Regions from separate parts of the Mus musculus genome. Here region 1 is linked to region 2. The links are chromatin contacts, called in public HiChIP or PLAC-seq maps. All regions are on one chromosome and are shown on one strand. Each heading gives the region's core, a stretch centred on a gene start, on an enhancer-like site or on the middle of the called end of the contact. The rest is flanking DNA. Distances are from core to core; before and after follow the strand shown.

Evidence for each region. HiChIP or PLAC-seq counts read pairs in DNA pulled down with a chosen protein or histone mark.
Region 1: an HNF4G HiChIP or PLAC-seq map of pancreatic cancer cells shows a contact between it and region 2. The contact joins two enhancer-like sites. A contact is called at or near these places in 8 of 39 promoter capture datasets (Sertoli cells, cranial neural crest, embryonic stem cells and 3 more), 4 of 484 Hi-C or Micro-C datasets (bone marrow-derived macrophages, cortical neurons, embryonic fibroblasts and 1 more), 14 of 115 datasets of contacts at active chromatin or transcription factors (bone marrow-derived macrophages, craniofacial prominence, differentiating embryonic stem cells and 6 more) and 3 of 9 other capture datasets (adipose tissue, embryonic stem cells and pancreatic islet).

Annotation. Positions count from the first base shown.
Region 1 is chr9:59,270,635-59,275,823 of GRCm38.p6, forward strand. No RefSeq gene overlaps it. Among named protein-coding and RNA genes, the nearest start is that of Gm39345, 13 kb to the left of the region's middle. Within about 2 kb of position 1,262, at least 73 of the 459 cell types and tissues checked have an H3K27ac peak or open chromatin away from gene starts, as enhancers often do. A contact at or near this core is called in pancreatic cancer cells, where this site is marked.
Region 2 is chr9:58,976,974-58,981,704 of GRCm38.p6, forward strand. It overlaps Neo1 (neogenin), which reads right to left. Exons shown (of 28, transcript NM_001042752.1): 5 at 1,652-1,788. Among named protein-coding and RNA genes, the nearest start is that of Neo1, 57 kb to the right of the region's middle. Within about 2 kb of position 2,373, at least 40 of the 459 cell types and tissues checked have an H3K27ac peak or open chromatin away from gene starts, as enhancers often do. A contact at or near this core is called in pancreatic cancer cells, where this site is marked.

The sequences.
Region 1 (5,189 bases), core at 12-2,511, 290 kb after region 2:
GCATACATGTGCACATACACCTCCTTCCCTACACATGTATATTTATCAGGAGCTTGTATTTTATATGATTTTAAGTTTACCAGTTATTGTAAAGGACATTACAACAGATATAGATGAGGTGGTGGGAGGAGCAACCCTAACTGGGAGGACCATCCTCCAGACATATTCCTGCTCACAAGCTTCTTTGGTGTTTTAAGGGAGGCTCCACTGCAAAGACACGAGTAATTGCATCATTGACCACTGAGAACCAACCATCCGCCTTCAGCCCCTCTCCTCAGCCCAGGAAACGATCCCTCTAATCCTATCTCAGTGTTTCCAGTGACCAGGCCCCACCCTGAAGCTACCAGCCATGCATTAGCATTCAAAAACCAACTAATAATAAAAACAAACAAACAAAAAACCCTTCCAGTTTGGAGAATCTGAGGATTTTAGGAGTCTTTGGCCAGAATATTTACAAAATTTAATAAATATTTCACCATATTTCAGAAATCCTTTACCTCAGAAGGCTGTATAAACCAAAAGAGACAAGAAGATGACTAGAACCCTGCCCAGTATTAATAGCCTGTCTAGTCCATCACGTTTGAATACATCTCCCAGGCAAGGTCACTCAGGGTCAAGGTCTTCTCTTTGATCTTGTCAGCTTCCACAGACAGGAGTGGTGACTGTAAACACATAGCTTCCCCCATTCACACACCTGGTAGGATTGAGCTAAACCACAATGTCCTTGCCGGCCTCTTCTTAAATTAATGTGGCATTGAATTTCAATTCGTCCCTGAGACTGACCTACTGAGCTTCCTTCCCTTCAGAGGCACCCAAACGATGCCTGCCTGTGGGAATCAACACTCAGCATTAGGTTTCCAGAAAGAAAGGAGAGATGGTTTGATTTGAGAGTTGAATTGTCCTTGAGGGTATGAGATTTATTAAGGATATTAATATTGCAGACAACATGACAGAGAGAACACACACACAGAGAGACAGAGAGAAAGACAGAGACAGAGAGAGAGAGAGAGGGAGAGAGAGAGAGCGAGAGAGAGAGAGAGAACCTTCAGTTCTACCAGACAATGTGTTTGTTTCTCTCTTTCAGTTTCTGAGGGAGGGGGAAGATCCCACACCATGAAGCAGCAAGCATGGTTAATAAATAGCCCAAAGGTCACAGCAGCTTGCTTATCAGGACTCCCTCGCAGCAGGTGTGAGGGTAAAGAGGCTGCAGGGGTGTGGCCTGTTTTCTTTGCAGCAGCAGTCTGTGGAAGGCCTGAGGTCCACCTCGGTCTAGCCTGTGAATTGTGCTTGGCAGTGGCACGCAGTGCCTCTCCTTGTTCCACTCCCATCTGGAGAGAGCGAGGGCACACGTCACAGACCAGGTGGCCTAGTTTCACAACAGAGCAGTGGAGTGGCCTTCATTCAAGGTTGTTAACCTCAAGTTTGCCATTTGGAGGAGCAGAGCAGCCCATCTCTCAGGACCCCGGGAATTCCAAAATCAAAGCTACAGGCTCCTCCTCAGGAATTATCCCTGTGTCCAGAACTTAAAGCTGCAACACTCAATCCTGTGACTGTCACTGGAGCTCTTAGGTCTGACTGTAGAGAGGCTCCAAAACCAGGTCCAGCCATACTCCCCAAAAATCAAATGGAAGGATAATAGAAACAGCAAAGGAAGAGCCACGCTGGGAAGACAGGGAAACTAAATGTCCTCAGGCCTGTCTTTGATCCCCGGACGCATGTAGGGAAAGAACTGGAGCAAGGAACAAGTGGGGTGTGTGCAAGGCCAAGAAATCTCAGTCAGACTGAGGTATGCTCTGCCCTTATTTTAGATCTGAGTCTCTGAATCCCTGTGGGCTCTGAGAAAGATGTGTGTGTTTGTGAGTGTGTGTGTGTGGTGTATGGATGGTATGTGTGATGTGTGTGTATGGTGTGTATAGTGTGCATGTGTGCGTGGTGTGTGTGTGTGCTGTTTGTGTGGTATGTGTGTGTGGTGTGTGTGGTATGGTGTATATGTGTGATGTATGTGTATGGTTATGGTGTGTGTATATGTGTGTGGGGTGTGTGTGTGCGTGGTATTGTGGTGTGCTGTTTGTGTGTGGTATGTGTGTGTGTGTTGTGTTGTGTATGTGTGAAGTATGTGTATGGCTATGGTGTGTGTATATGTGTAGGGGTGTGTGATGTGTGTGTGTATGTGTGGTGTGGTATGGTGTGTATGTGTGATGTATGTGTATGGTTATGGTGTGTAATAATGTGTGATGTGTGTGTGTGTGTGTGGTGTGTGTTATGTGTGTGTTCAGGTACGTGTTGGTTTTGTACCTCTGGAGGCAAGAAGAAAACCTTAGCCGTTGTTCCTCAGGCACTGTGGTCCTTGATTTTTGAAATACAGGCTCTCATTACCTGAGCTGAGCTGATTGGCCAATGAAGCCCAGGAAACCCCACTGAGAAGTCTGCCTCCAACTTCTCAGCTCTGGGATTACAATGGGATCAAACTCAGATCCATGCTTGCAACCACTCCACTGACTGAGCTATACCCCCAGCCCAAGGTGTTTTAAAGTGTGAAGGGTAGTCCAGTCCCCTGCGTCGGTGCAGCCCCCTCATGGGGTGTTCTGCCTGCAGATCTCTGCTCCTCAAAGCTTGCTGCCTTCAGCCATGAAAAGCAAGGATTACTAGCTTTACATGAAATTCTTTTATGAAAAGATCACTTTTGATTATGTATATGGGAAGATGTATGGGCATGAGAGTGCAGATGCTTACAGAGGCCAGAAGGGGGCATCTGATCTGGAACTGGGGTTACAGGCAGCCATATGGGTTCTGAAAATCAGACTTGAGTCCCCTGCAAGAGCAGTACTAGCTCTTAACCACTAGGCAATCCTGTCTTTTTGTTTTGTTTTGTTTTGTTTTGTTTTGTTTTGTTTTGTTTTGTTTTGTTTTGTTGGTTCCCCCCACCTCTAAGACTAAGTTTCTCTGTGTAGCCATGGCTGTCCTGGCTGTCCTGGAACTCACTCTCTAGACCAGGCCTTGAACTCAGAGATCTGCCTGCCTCTACCTCCAAGTGTTAAGATTAACAGCATGTGAACCCACCATCTGGGATTTAAATGTATAGTTTATTTTTATTTTATGTTAATTGGTATTTTGCTTCTATGTATATCTGTTGGGTCCCCTAAAACTTGAGTTACAGACAAGAGCTGCCATGTGGGTGCTGGGAATTGAACCTAGGTCCCTTGGAAGAACAACAGCACTCTTTTTGTTTGTTTGTTTGGTTGGTTGGTCTTTCGAGACAGGGTTTCTCTGTATAGCCCTGGCTGTCCTAGAACTCACTCTGTAGACCAGGGTGGCCTCGAACTCAGAAATCTGCCTGCCTCTGCCTCCCAAGTGCTGGGATTAAAGGCATGTACCACCACTCCTCGAGCGACCAGCACTCTTAACTACTGAGCCATCCCTCCAGACCCTTATTCTCTCTCTCTCTCTCTCTCTCTCTCTCTCTCTCTCTCTCTCTCTCTCTCTCTCAGCAAAATCAGCCTCTAAGTTCTTGTTACATGACTATTCAATCAGGTATGGAGGAAATTTGAGAGAGAAATAAAAATACTGATACTTGTATAGATTTATTTTTTTTATTTTTGCTTTTCTAGCGATTTATTTCTTTTTCAACTTTTACAGAAGAATGGCTTTATTAGAGTGGGAAATTAAAGATCAGATGTTGCAGAACGCAAAGTTCAAGAAGCCTGTCTGTCGAAATCTCAACATGTCACAAACACAAGGACTCTGCGCGCTCAGCACCAGCATCTCAACAGACAACAGCCAGAACATCAACCCCCGTGGCAACATTGTTCAGGCCCCAGGGTAACAGAGCTCTCCAACCTTTGGCCCTGTGTCTCCCGAAGCAGAAGCCAATGCAGATGTGTCTGGATGTCACACAGGTTCCTGGGTTGCCTCTCTGCCAACACCAGAGGCAGAAGCCACTTCAGATTTCAGGAAGGGTTTGAGTGGCAGAGGCACTTAGGTAAGAAAAAGACAAATTAATTAACTTGTCAAATCCTGTTGCACAGATAGTGAGACTGCGGTGGTTTCTTCCGTAGTGCAACCCCATTTCCCAGTAGGGCCTCCTGACCATCTCATATTGGTCTTTCTGCTCCACTGCAGGAGGGGCTCACACATTAGCGTGGTATTGGCAGCTACTTATGGTGGCCAAGAACTTTCAGCCACAGTATCGCTTCCGTCTGTCTGTAGTGGGTAGCTAAGCTCCGGGCGGACTGCACTACCACCGCCTGCTTTCCTTGGATCCGGAGATGAAATACACACACACACACACACACACACACACACGAGATTATTTTTAATATGTTTCTTAGCTCAATGGCCAGATAATTCTAAGCCTCCTGCGGCTAACGTATCCTTACCTTCACTCCCAGCTCAACACCTCTAATTCTTCCATCGGCTTAGCTGCTCAGTTACCTTTAGCCCTAGCTCAACACCTTTAAATCTGCCCTCAGTTTAGTTGCGTTTCTAATCTCCCATCTGCTACCCCAGGCCCAGTCGGGGAAGCGGCCAATGGCGACACTATCAGAAATCTCACGTGACTAGTGGCTCTCTCTCCCTCCAAAGCATGGCAAATCCTCTTTCGTCCTCCTGTGTCTCTTAGCCTTCCTATGGGAACCTAGAAGTCCTGCCTCTTTCGTCCAGCCATTGGCCACTAAAGTGTTTATTAATCGATCAAGAACCAATTGGGGTCAGGACCTTCAGCATTCACACGCAAATTCCCGGTCAAAACCTCAGAACCACCTCCTACATCCATCGACCTTTGGATTTATTTCATATGAGGTCAGCTCTCTCTGTTACTACAAGATTCCTCATATTATCCAATATGTAATTGTCATTTAAAAGGTAGACATTTCTCCATTGAAATTAAAATAATGTGCAGTGTTTTCTGAATTGGTGATGATTTCTTTTAAAAAATGTTATTTGTATGTGTCTATGTGCATGCGCTATGGAGGCCAAAAGAGGGCGTCAGACTCCCTGGGGTTAGAGTTACAGCAGCTGTGAGTGTTCCAAAGTGATACTGGAAACTGAGTTTGGGCCTTCTGGCCGAGCAAGGAGCACTCCCAGCTCCCGAGACATCTTTCCAGACCTCGGTGACTATATCCTCTCAGCAACGTCACTAAAATATCCGACTAAGTTAAGCAGAATTTACAATTCAATTTCCAAATTTAAAG
Region 2 (4,731 bases), core at 1,123-3,622:
TTAATTCAAATAACTCAAAACCTACCTGAATTAAAGAACAAGAGACATAAACCCTAGCCCCCAAATAAGAGGGTTATGTGATGCTCAATGTGGTACTAGGAAATGAACTCAGGTCCCCTGGCATTTTCTGGAAGACAAGCTATCCATCTTTACTACCTGAACCAGCTTTCTTGTCCCTGCTTTTCTTAAGATACACTCTTCTACCCAAGATAATATTAAACATAACTCCATTTATTCTTTGTGTTTTCACATTTAGACCCAACTTCATTTTCTTCCAGTTGAAAGTCTACTATTCTTTTAATAGTTTAACACTTAATAATATATTATATATTGTTATATATGTGGGTGTGTGTGCACGCACGGGCCTATCTTTTCCTCCTTGAAAGTGAATTCCTGTATTTATATTTTAAATTGTATAATTGTAACCATTCCAGCAGAACAAAAATATTCTGAAGACAGATATTTGTCTGTAAAAACATATTCTCTTTGACTGTCAAACTAGTAAAAAAAAAATAGCCAAGACACAGAACTCCTCCAGAAAGCTCATTGTGAAGCTTGGTACCTTCCTCGGCTCTGAAGAGGAAGCTTCCGCCCAAGTAGAAATTTCGCACAGTTCTTAGTGTATGCCAGACTATCTGGCAGAAAAGAATGGAGCCCAGATAATGAAGGTCAGTAGTGAATGGCAGGATCCCACCTTAACCAGGACTGCTGAGTCATGCACACCACAAAACCCTAAAGTTTTGTCCATACCCATATGAAGAAAAGTTCCCACGAAGAGAAATAGTGAAGTAAAACCAGAAGCTAACAAGTATGAGAGATGTATTTAATTTGATGCTCCTAACAACAATTTCCGGGTTTGGGGGCATACATAATTCAGGACTTGAGAGGTGGAGGTCACTAGACTTCTTTATTTGTTCTTTGCATTATGGCCACTGAGTAAATCTTCTTTCTCTGCTTTTCACTGTTATTTTTCTCTTTAATTGGCCTGTTGAAGACAGGTGGCTAATCCTCGCTTGTTGGTGCTGCTAGGGTCAGGCTCTGATCCTGACAACTGTGGTCACAGTACTGCAATTAATAGTTGGACTTCATTCTTTTTTATTTCCTATTCTTGTGTCAATAACATGTTGGTCTGCAAGATGGTAAATTTTAATTATGTGAAACTTCTCTACAGTTTTCTCTAACAAACTCATTTCAGAAAGTGCTTTAACTGCTGAAGTGAAGAGGATGAGTTTAGATCCCAGAACCTACACAAACGTCAGGTGCACGTGGCAGCTCATCTGTAATTCCAGCCTTGGAAGGCAGAGACACAGAATCCCCACAGAAAGCTGGGTAGCAAGAGTAACCTCACCAGCAAGCTCTAGATTTGACTAAGAGACTCTGCTATCAGTCTCAGGACTAGACATGCACTCCCCAACATGTGCTCCTCAAACACATGTGAACATGCATACACACATACTGCATACACATATATGAAAAGAAAAATTTCTATTGCTGTATTTGTGAAATGCAGACTCAGAATTTGAATTCAAGTGATACGGTCTAGACGTTTGCATTTTAACGATTATGATGTACTGCCTTTCTCATATTACTGTTAATCAGTAGACCTGGACAGTAAACAACATTTTTAATTTCACAGTAAATATTTACATACCTTGCACAGTAAGCTCCGCCTGAGCTTCAACTGTCTTATTTCCATTATCAGCTATGCAAAAATAAGTCCCAGCATCATCCTCAGTGACATCACTGATCTCCAAGCAACCTCCTGCTAGCAAGACCAACCTGCCAGAGCTGGATTAAACACACAAACAAAACGATACATTTCAGCATGAGGAAAAGAATTCCTATGAGGCTTTTCCCATAATAGCACACAAACACTGTTATAGTGATGGCTACAAGCTGACTAAGATTAACAAAAAAATCATCAGAATTTAATTTGTTTGTTTTGCTCTTATTTTATATGCATAAATGCCACCGTGTACAAATAAATTTTCACAATCTCTGGCACTTCTAGCTATTCCCAAAGAGTTATTACTTTTATGACCAATTCAACTTCCTCCAGTGTATCGCTGTCTCCCTATTCTGGTCGCTTAATGGAAATTATGTATTTTAAAGTTTGCAACCAATCTAAGACCAACTTCACCACAGCTGCGCCATGATGAGATTACTAACAGGAAGAAAAATACAGAGGGCAAAATGTTAACTCAAGCAGCAAGTCACGAGGCGACGAGTCACGAGGTGACGAGTCATGAGGTGACGAGTCACGAGGCGACGAGTCACGAGGTGACGAGTCATGAGGTGGTGCCACCAACTGAAAGTTTCCTATGGTGACCTGGCTAGGAAATAGGAGGTGGGGATAGGGATGGGTTTGTATTTAAAAAAAAAAAAAAAAGACAGGAAGGAAAAGGGAAGGACAGATGCCACTGAGTAACTCCCAGGGTGTGTACTGGGCGCAAATCAGCCAACATCCATCACTCCATTTACAATAAAGATGATGAATACTTTCATAAATCTACGGTGATAGAAGCCTATTTACATAAAAAACAACAATCCTATAACAGAAATAATTGAAAATCAATATTCTCAAATTTTTCTAAAGTTAAAAAGTTTAGTTCATCTGGAGAATTATGAACTAGATCAATAGACAAAGATATCTGAACAAAGCAAGGAATATAAATCTACAGGTATGCAATTAAAGCAGCCACTTAAAGCTTTTTTTTATTTATTTCATTATTTTTTTAATTAGGTATTTATTTCATTTACATTTCCAATGCTATCCCAAAAGCCCCCCCCCCCTCCCCCACCCACTATTTATTTCACTATTGTTTCCAGGCTGGTGCTAACTAGAAATGAAGTCTTGAAAAGTGAAACTCTGAAGAATCCACTCCTGTACTTGATGGTCCTGGAAGCGTGAGCCAGCCATCACACCAGCCATCACACCAGCCATCACACCAGCCATCACACCAGCCATCACACCACCAAGCGTGAGCCATCACACCACCAAGAGCTGTAGTATGGTAAGCAAGCCCTTTCTTTGTCCCTGCACTCAGAACTACGGTCTTCTAAGAGAAGGTATTATCCAATCACTGACATATACTTTGTTGCTGCTCACCTCCTGCTTTAGCACTCATTCTTTGGGTTCCTCTACAAAACCATTTCCACATCCCTCATTCTATCTGCTTTTTTATATTAACATATACGAACAAATTTAAATGTTATCAATTCTAAGACATTTGTTTAAAAAAAAAAACCCTATAGTGATCTTGTGTGTTTGTTTTCAAAGATGTAATAAGGATGCCTAATGCTTACGATACCTTGTTTTTCTACATAGCCCAGCACTATTGAGATTTCTAGACATTTTCCCCTTTAATATTGAAATCTGAAATCTAAGTAATAAATTAGGCATAATCCGCCCACACTTCTCAGGTGCTGGCAAAAACAAAGACATTATGGATAACTACCTACATCCAACCTGAAGGACTTCTCTGTTTTATTACCTATTTCTGTTTCCTCATGTAACACTCAGTAATTCAGCCAAAAACACACTGCTGAACATTTGGCCTCCCCAGATAGAGAGGCCAGGATGGAGAGTGCTGACATCGCAATCTCCTTAAGTCTTGACGTTCTCTGAGGCAGTGACACAAGAAAGCAGCATTTCTCAGATTTTCCTCGACATACTCATAAGTATTTAAGTGCCTAGAGAACTAGAGGCAGAACAACCATGTACTTGTTCTTCAAAGTCTCCTGGTTTAGCCACAGAGTTCATAGAAATATTATTCACCATAATATATTCACGTTGGATTAAAAACCATTTGCTGTCAAAAAAAAAAATCTTCAAATAAAACTGGGGAAACGTGACTTTCCTACCATGATTTGTTTATATTGGTCACTTAGACTCTACCCTGAGAACTACCTTTCTATGAGAACAATTGTCTAATACTCCATATACAATATTAACCCCGTTCTGCCTCTCTCTAATCCCTGGAATACTGTATCTTGAGTTTCTTCAGAGTACTTATTATAACCTGACACATTGTATGTCTACTACTCTCTCATTCTTCTACTCTAAAAGCAAAAACTCTCTTTGCTACTTGGTTCTGAAGACCTAGGAATGTACCTCAAATATCATTCAATACTATTTGTTGAAGTCTTGCAGCAGTCACAGAAATTCTCCCTTCTATTCATTAAATAAAAATCATTCTGTACCTTAGTTATACCTTCATGGTGCTGTGGTGTGATGAACTACGTTTCATTCTAAGTGGGACCTCACATAAAGTATTACTGTAATTGTGCTGCATACATAAATATTGCTTTAGCATGGCTATCAGAAAACTAGTTTATATCTGAGGCATGCATTGCATTTTATATACTGTTCTGAAAGAGCCATTCTCAACCAGGAATGGTTTTGTTCCTCAAGGGACATTTGACAATATCTAGATGTATTCTAGGGTCATCATAACTTGAAAGGGCACTGTAGGTAGAAGACAGGGATGCCAGTAAATTTACAATGCTTGAAGCAGCTGTGTTTTGAAAACAAAGCATACCTAACTATTGAACCATTACTACCACTCCAGGAATTTTTTGAGAAAATACAACTGAGGAAATTACCCATTTCATAAGGAAGAGACAAGGGATGCAGACGATGAGTAGTAACAGAGAAGGCTCTTATACAAGATATATAACTTGTGAACATAGCTTATGGCGTTTTAGGACTTTAGAAAGCAAAACAAAGGC